2 separate regions of the Gossypium raimondii genome follow, and region 2 is linked to region 1. The links are chromatin contacts, called in public Hi-C maps. All regions are on one chromosome and are shown on one strand. The core of a region is the stretch at or near the end of the contact, and the rest is flanking DNA. Distances in the headings are between cores, read along the strand shown.

Evidence for each region. A called contact is a pair of places that touch in the nucleus more often than the background predicts.
Region 2: a contact with region 1 is called in a Hi-C map of leaf, with 3 times the contacts expected there. The contact joins the promoter of LOC105791062 here to the promoter of LOC105791056 in region 1. A contact is called at or near these places in 2 of 2 Hi-C or Micro-C datasets (both in leaf).

The regions. Positions count from the first base shown.
Region 1 is chr8:23,283,461-23,288,504 of ASM2569854v1, forward strand. It overlaps LOC105791056, which reads left to right and starts at 3,721. Exons shown (of 1, transcript XM_012618935.2): 1 at 3,721-5,002. The coding sequence starts at 3,897. The coding sequence ends at 4,646.
Region 2 is chr8:23,481,233-23,486,016 of ASM2569854v1, forward strand. LOC105791062 reads right to left here and starts at 2,026. Exons shown (of 9, transcript XM_012618940.2): 1 at 1,732-2,026; 2 at 1,441-1,652; 3 at 894-1,075; 4 at 517-801; 5 at 380-438; 6 at 241-277; 7 at 52-123. The coding sequence starts at 1,849.

The DNA of each region.
Region 1 (5,044 bases), core at 2,471-4,970:
TTAACACGACTTCGACCCAGTGCCTCACTGGATAAATCTGAAGTAATAACTACGCCCAGCGCTGTATACATTAATACCCTCATCGGTTAAATCAAAGCAAATTGACACCCAGTGCCTCATCGACTCGAAGTCGAAGAAATCCCTAAACTCTTCCTATCCTATGGCATGCCATCTATATCCGACTCAGCCTGATACACTTAATAGGGTTTAATTTCACATTTCAAATACAACCAATATCCAAAATCAAGTTTTCATGTAATCACATATACACATGACTTCAATTCAATTTATAATAATCAATGTCCAACATTCACATTTGCACATATATTCATTTCGATTCAATGATCAATACATTCATAATGTATATACCAATTCAATCCATTTCAATCAACTATCAAAATGTCAAATACTCACCTCAAACACTTACCATACAAATTAAATTGAATTACAACAATTCATAACTAGGTTCGAATTATAGAAATACAAACCGTGGATTTCGAGCTATTCGACGTCGATTTTATCCTTTCCCTTTTTAGTCGAGGATTCCGATACGACATTAGTTACGAAACTAAAACAATTAAAATTCATCAATACAACACAATTCAACTTCATATTGAATATTTCAATTTTTTTTACTCAATATTTGCCTAAATTCCATTTTAGTCCCTAAACCAAGACTAATTTTTATTCTTCACATTTAATTCTATATTTTCATAAAATTTTACTTAACTAAATTAACTCCTATTTTCAATTAAACCCTAAATTTTAATTTTTCACAATTTAGTCCCTATTACTCAAAATTTACTATTTGTTCTACAATTTAATCCTTTTCATTTCTAGCTTAAAAATCTATCAATTTAATCCCTAATACTAAAACTATCCAACATTAACAATATTTAAAATCTTAACAATTGCTAAAATTTCAACATGGTCGGGTGGCCCTAGGTACCGGAATTCCAAAAATATAAAAATTATAAAAAAATGAGACTAAATTGACTAACCAATTGAAGTTTGAAAACATAGAAGTACCTGCGTTCTCTCCTTTCTCCCTTTCTTTCTTTTCTTTCTTTTTCTTTCTTAGTTTGCATGGCTTTCTATTTCTTTTATTACCTATTTGTTTTATTATACTTTATTTTATTATAATAACTATTATTATTAAGTTACTTTAATACATATATAAAGATTAATTTAATGAAAACATATTTATAATACATATATATATATATTAGATTAACATATAAAATAAACAATATGAACCATTAATGCCGTCCACTACTAAGATTAAATGTATATTTGCTATTTAAATCCCTTAATTAATTTTTAATCTATAATTCAACTTTCACCCTATACGCAATTTGGTCCTTATACTTAATAACTCTTAATTCATACAAATTCACTTAACCAAAACCTAATTAACTATATAACTAATTTCGTAAATATTTTTCATAAATATTTACGAGTCCAATTTACGGGATTGGAGTCCCGAGAATGCACTTCCGACACCCCTGACTATCAGATCGTTACAAGGGGTGTTACAACCTCTCCTTTAAATACCCTGAAGAAATATGGAGAAGGGATCGATGCCCTAGCACTCTTAAGGTCACTCTGAGTAATTGTCTCCTTAATCATTCTGTCCTCTTGTCATTATTCCAACTCTCGACCTTCTTAAATGAACCAACCTTATTATACTCCGTATAAAAAATAAGTAAATTCAAAGGTAACATTAAACCATAAATGGGTTAGATATACCTCATTATCTTTTATAAAGAAAATAGGTCAGGTCTATAGTTTGCTAAGATCATGTTAGGTATATCTAAATCCTCAACATATTGACTTCTGAAATTTCAATATTCTAAATCAAATCAATATATAAATAAATTAAATAATGCAGCATGGACAAAGCTTTTGCTTTTTCTAGGGACTATCAATTCCAAAATTGAGAGTTAATTTGCTGAATGGCAACCCTTTAGTTTCTTTATTTTGATGAAACTATATTATATAATGTCATTGTACAATGCTTTCGGCTCCTCCAATAGCACAAGTAATTTTGCAAAATTAAATTATCGCAAATTATTATCGTTTTATATGTTTCACTATCTACCTTTCAATTAACAATTGATACATATGCTAATTAAGAAACGCGGGAAAAAAAGTGAAGATTTTTCTTGATAATGGTGTCAAAAAAGGAAAACATAAATGCTATATTTAAATGAAATTGGTGATTTTTCTTTTTCTTTTTTCCTTCTTTCAGCAGTCCGCACAAACTCTTTTCTTTTCCAGAAAAGGACAGAGGCAAATGAAGAGCGCTAACACCAGTGTCTGCTTGATTGAATTCTAAAGTTTGAGGTTGGAGTTGAAAAAAATTAGTGTTGGGAAAATTTTGTTTGATTCAATTCCAAATTGGAACAATGATACCTAAAGATCTCATTAAAGAAATGATACAGCATTAACTTCGTTGAATCTTAAGGCAATTTTAATATCTATATATTGTTTTTAAAAAGACCGATTAGTCAAGTGGATTGGATTAGAAATCAATCAATTCAAAATAAAGAGTTGAATCAATATGTTTTATTTTTAAAAATTATAAATTTTTAAATAATTTATTCAATTATATTAGGCAAACCAATTAAATTAAAAATTAATGGTATAACAAGTTGGACTATTAATCAGAATTTAAAAACCTTGTTTCATAAAAAAAAGAAAAAAAAAGTGAATTAGAACTTTTTATAATTTAAATTCAGTGCACCCCAAAGCAGTCTAAAAGAAACAGATGGAGACATAAAATCTGATACGCTTTACCCAACCTTGCATTTCTCCTCCATAAATACTGCTTTCTTACCTGCCTCTTTATTATTTTGAAATGCTTTATTCGGTCCACTACCCAAATTTGATTAATTCAACCAAAATACTAATAATTGCGTTCAGCATGCATTAAGTTATAAATTGACTATATTCATGTTAAGTGTATATTCCTATATTCGGGTTAAAGCTGTTGTGTTTCATATGCTTAAGGATATCCTTTTTCAAACCTCTCTCTGAATTTTAGGTCCTTTTCACCGAAATTCATACATACCTGCTCACTAAAAACATGTTTTCCCACAGATCCCAGATACAATATATATGATTTTTAACTGTTGATGATTGGCTCATCATTTTTGGGTAGGTTATTGAATTAAATAACCTTCAATGTCACCATTTTTGTTGGTCCTTGTAGCTTTTAAGCTCTACACTAACCATTGCTCATAACAGTGACCAAATATCAATAAATCACAGTTACATCTTTTAATAGCGTCGAACTAAAATTTCATCACAAGAAATCTAAAATTTTTGTGAACGTACGGTTCTTCCAAATGAATCAGTGTGTTAACTGAAACAGGCAAATTAGGTAGGCATAGCAAAGATTAAATTCTGAGATAAAGAGGCTGTTGGTTGAAAGTTATGGGCCATATTTAAGCAACCATTCCCTATCATGTTTATGGGAAAAAGGTCAGCCTAGCCTACATCATTAAGTCCTTTTTGCCAGCGCCTTAAGCTTAACGCCAATATGCACCTGTAATCCAGACCTAGAAAAAGGAGAAAAAGTTTATTGTAATGCCCAAAGGAACCCTACAATAAAAAAACAAAAATAAAAAAACAAGGTGGGTAAGTTCCTAAAGACATTTATATTTCACTATTTCATTTGGTGTCATTCTCAAATTTCTATTAGAGCAACCAGAGAGAGAGAGAGAGAGTTCACAATCCCTATACACCCACCACATTTATTTAGTCTTTCACCTTTCTTATCTCTTTTTTATATATACCCCCTTGGAGGGTTGGACCACCCACGTGAAACCATTACAACACCGCAAACCTCCAATCTTTTCAGCGTCCTATGGCATAAGCCAAGCTCCATTGCCATGGATTGGTACTCTTGGTTGTCAAAAACTGCCCTTGAGCCCTCACTTATCTATGACTATGGACTTGCCTTCTCCCGTAATGAGCTTCAAAAAGAGGATTTAGCCTACTTCAATCATGAGTTTCTTCAGAGCATGGGCATATCAGTTGCCAAGCATAGGCTTGAGATTCTCAAGCTTGCTAGGAAGGAAGTTGGAGAAACCCCTAATAGCCTGTCCAAGCTCATTTTGGCAATCAACAAAACCAGAAAGAGCTTTAACAAGTATGTTAACAAGTTGGTTCACCATGAGAATAACTCGATTAAGCGGCTGCCGGAGCCGGGTCGTTATCGAGATCAGTGGAGAGGAGGATTGACAAGGAAGTGCAACAGTGAGAAGGAGGTGAACATTGAGCAGCCAGTGCGGAGAACCAGGAAGATAGCAAAATCTGGCCCCCTGGATTGTAGAGTACAAGAGAAGTTGCTTGCCCCTCCTAGGAGCCTAAAATTGTCAGGGCCACTAGACAGAAAAATGCAGGAGAATCTGGTGTTCAACTATAAGAGCCCTGTGACATCTGGTCCTATTGATATTGCAATTGCACAAGAGAGGTTGATTCTCACAACAAATAGGAGCCCAAAACTATCAGCACCTCTTACTTATGTAAGACCTCCAAGCCCAAAGATTCATGGTGACTACTACAAGGAAAAGACAGGCAGGGACTATGGTGATCAGACATTATGGGCTGCAATGTTTCAGGACATGAAACCCACTTGACTTCACCACATGTCTTTCATAGTTTTCAGTGGAAAGGTAAGATACATGTCATTCAGATGTTTCCTTCCACTCAGAGGGGCTTCCCTATATGCCTTTGCATCTGAACCTGATTCTGATATAAGGTTAGGGTGTCCCAAAATTAGTATACTAAAGTCGTGTTGGACGGTTTTATTTATCATCAACACGCATCTCATAGTTTTATACTCATTTTGAGTTCATTTCAGCTAAATTTTCGAAATTTATGGTTTGGTAGGATGTTTTTGAGTTGTAAAATCCTTCATTTTGGCAACCTTCATGTCCTTGTAATGAAAAAAGAAAAATAAACCATAGATTGTGTGCTGTGAGCTTTCTTCTAATTTCTGAGTTTGCAACTGTTTGGGAACAAGTTCCTGAACCAA
Region 2 (4,784 bases), core at 776-3,275, 200 kb after region 1:
AGATTTGAACAATAAACAAGCATGGCACAAGAGAAATTGAGCAGAACATACTTGTGGAGGAGGTGAAATACTCCGCATAAAATAAATGTACCAGTAACAAGAATCCAGCCAAGGATGACTAGCCTGCATTCATTAATCATACAAGTGATTGATAAAGGAAGTTCGGTTTAGTAACATATGGACCTTCCCGAGTTATACCATTAACTACAGCGGCAAATACATTAATGATACTTCACTTACGTGTAAACCTGGCACTGCAATCCAAGAATGGAGAATACTGCAGCCAGTTACCAAAATAAAAGTATAAAGTTAGATGATATTGAGATAATCTAATTACTAAGAATCATGGAGCAATGATCACAACAATAATATAATTTACAGAATCCGAGAAATGCCAAAAAGAGCATCACAGCAGCAAGAATGATGAGAGCCAATCTCCTGCAGAATTTAGCATGAGATGAGTTCCATGATCAGCTCTGAGATTATTCTAATTTCATCCTAAAAGCTTCAACTTACATTCTGTCTAAGCCATGTTGAATTTTTTCTTTATTATCAGCCGTTTGATGTGAAAGAGTTGAAGCCGAAGAGTTTATCTTCCTATCGATATCATCAATGCTTTTTTGGACATCTAATGGCAAAATAGCTGAATCCACGCTAATTTTCTTAGCTGCAGAAAGATAATCTGACACATTCCTGAGGTTTTCAGCAGTGAGATCTGCCTTACTAACCGCATAATCCAGTGTGTCTGTTGTACTGCCATGAAATTTTCCCTGACCAGTGTACAGCACGACACACCCGGCACTGTAATATGAAGTTATATATGGAGTGAGCAATTTTACGGTTACTCAAAACATACATATCTCAAAAATTCAGCACGAAAAGAGTGTTGGTACATTGCAGCAATGGTGAAGAGAATGAGGAAAATAAGGGATAGCGCATAAGCTGTCCGAGAGTAGCCATAAGAATTTAGTTGACAGCAGCAATGACGGATGCATATGATGAACAAGCATAGTGCGAATATCACAAACCAGACTGCAGCAATGACAAAGAAAGGAGCCGCCGTAAAACCCACAGACTGCATTATCAGACATGAAAACTTTATAAGTTTTCTAAGTACCAGCGACTGGCAAGATAATTTGATTCATTGAGATTGACATAACAGAAAAAAGAAAACAGAACCGAATCAATGATCAGGGAAGAACCTAAGGGAAAAACAGGATTACAGAGAATAAAGTGTTCTTAATAAGCATCAAAACCAATTACAAACACATAAAGGTATGAAATTTCTAGGAAAAATCATACGAATATCAGATAAAACTATGGAAATTAAAGGCCTGCATACACCAAACACAAGCAAACCAGCCAACAACATATAAAATTCATGATTCCAGGCTGCATGCATCAATTTATCAAAAAAAGTGAACAAGGGAAGAAACTGACAGCCCAGTAGTGTTCATTGCTGATATTCCAGCCACCAGTGTACTTGTGAAAGTCATTAAGAGGGTCTCTCCTGTAAGTCCTTTTTTCAGCCAAAATCAAAGACGAGTTGTTGTCTCCTTCACTTCCCTCTGCAAGGTTCCTCCTTTCTGTCTTCCTCCATGCTAACACTTCACTCTGCTCTCTCTCCCCAAACACAAAACTTTTACAATACCCTATAGAAAAAATTGATTTCAAAAAAAAAACCCAGAAATAAAAACCAAAAACTTTCATTGAAATAATAATAATCAGTACCTGAAATATTCAAAGTCTGGACATTTAAAGCTTGAGAACCTGTTTCATGTCCAAAAAGAAACAAAGAAAAAAAGAAAAGAAAAAACAATGCATAAGGGTTTGATCTGAAACAAAACATTATGTATTTTTATTTTTATTTTTCCTTCTCTGTGTTTCTTTGGGGGTTCAATATTCTTAAGAACGTTTTTGAATGTGTGTGTGAGAGAGAGAGAGAGGGGAAGATAAAAGAGAGTTAATTGCAATAGTAAGAGGTTGATGCAATGTACTACATGAGGCTAACCTTACGGTTAGGGAAAAAATATGATTTATTTATGTTTTATATAACTTGGTAGGTCCCTTTATATTGTCTGTATCTTTTTTTATTTTTACCGAAATACCCTTCTAATTAAACTTGAAGGTGAAGCTGTGAAGCCTGAAGTTGCTTTTTCATATTAATTTTCCTTTTATTATAAGTTGATTAAAGGATGCTTTTTGCTGAGTCAGTTGTTTTGCTTTGCTTTTGGGCATTATTTTTATTCTTGAGCAAGTTATCCTATTTTACTCCAAAATATTTGTTGGATGATTTAGTTTGATTTTGATGAATAATAATAATAATTTATGGGTCTTCTAATTCCTATGTTGGTAAATTTCTTTAATACGACTCCTTTGCCCTTTTAACAAAATGAACAGAGAATGTTTCTCTTTTTGAAAAATAGACTCTGCACAATCAACGTTAATAAATGCTTTCAAAGTTGATCAAATGCATTTTAAGTTTTTGACTTTTGCAATAATCTTGTGACATTTTTCAAATTTATTTGAATACATTAAAATTTGCCCAACCTAACTGCCCTACCCTTTATAACATTACACATCACCAACAAATATTTACTTAATCAATTGTTTACCTCTTTAAAAAATATTTGTAGAAAAAGAAATATATATATATGTAAAGACAAAAAAAAGGAAAGCATGTGCTGATTAAATTTGTTAAACCACCACAGGGTGTACTCCATTATATATTATGCTTAAGAGAGTCCACTTCATACCCATTAAAATATTATTAAGAGATTCTTATTTTTGTACAAAAGCCAAAACCAACAAACAAGAAAAGGCCACAGACATACCAAAACCTTTGCCATTTCTATTCTACTCTTTTTCAATCCTATATGATTTTTTATAAATTAAAATAAATAATACATAATATATAAATTAATATTTTTATAAATAAAAATTGAAAATAATGTAGTAGAAAGTAAATTGTAATATTAAATTAAAATTAAAAAAGTAAAATAACATACATTTATTATAATAATTGTTCATCATAAGTACGAAAGATATTTACATTAAATTGATTGGATATGAAATCTATTTACATTAAACTAATAAACACATTTAATGATAGTGATTAAAAATTTATTGAGATCTTATATGGTAAATCCTTTTACATTTTTTAAAAAAATCTATCACATATGTTTACAATTTCATGTATAATAAAAAGAAAATATAAAAAGTATTTGTTTCGCACATAATAAACAAATTATAAAAAAAGTTAATTAAAATAATCTTACATATTTATCTTCGTGTCATTGTTGTTTGAATATTTAATTTTGAGATGCTGATGCTAGTAATGAATGTTATTTATTGATTCAAATTCAAATTCAATATATATATATATATATATAACTCTAAAATTAAATAAGTAATAATTATAAGACAAAATCAACTTGTTTATATATACTTAAATTTCTATTCAAGTTATAACTTTATTTTATTATGTTAATAAATATGGAAATAAAAAAGTTTACTTATAAAATTAAAAATAATTTAGAATTTTTAAAATAATATTTTAACCATTATTATTAATTATTTTAACTTATTGATAATAACTCTTAGACTTAATAAATTTATCATAATTTACTTTTAAATAAAATTATAATTAATAATTTTAAATAAAATTATAAATATTTTAAATATAAATTTAGTAGTATGATAAAAGACATAAATGATATTCTCATCAAGCTATATTATATTATTATAAATTATTCCATTCATCATATGGACCACCATAGATTTTTGGGGCACACGGGGCTTTTAAACGAAACGTGTTTAGCTGTCTCTAATATTTATTATTTAATGCTGTTAATAACAATTAATTAAATTTTATTTTATAATTAAATAATAAAATATTAATCATAGATTGTTTTTAAAAGGAAAATAGAGAATATTACTTTGATCGACGCCATGATATTTATTTCATAAAAGAAGATTGCTTTAATCTTATAAATTTAATATTCTTTAATTTTTACATCTTTTGTTAATTTTATCTTTATTATTATTTAACTAAATTTAGCTTCAACCTTTTAAAAAGAGTTGTTTAATGGAAATATTTATTAAAATATTAATTTTTAAAACATGTTAATACAATATATATTTTATATTTTTATAATTATTTGTTGGCATGATATATAAAATAAACAATATCATATTAATAGTACACATAAATTATCATGTAAATTGTAACGTCAAAATTACTAAAAATTTAATGTTGTAAACAATATTTTTATTTAAAATAACAGTAAAATTTAAATTAATAAATATTAAAAGATAAATTAATTATTTTGATTAATCAATTTCACTGTATAAACGTTACTTTCTATGTTATTTTGGAAGTGATCAAACATTCAGAAATGTGTATAGCCTCTCCATTTCCCACATATTCTTTGATATATTTTTTTGGTTGGGTTTTATTTTTATATTGACTAGAATTTGAAGTTGGGAATATTGATGTGAGAGCTGACATGATCTGTTTTACACTTGTAGCTTCATTCTTGGAGAATTGTGTTCACATTTTAAAAAGGAAATGTGGACACCTCACTCTCTCACCATATAATAAAAGATGAAGGTTTAGCAAGAGACAACATAATGTTAAGAGTGAACTATTTTTTGCTTTTTTGCATAAAATTTGATGTTGAATCCACTTTTTGTTTTTAAAGTGGCAATTGAATTAAGATGTGCATAATGGCTATCCTTTTAGTCAAAATATCATAATCCCTTTGAAGAAATTACAATTTATA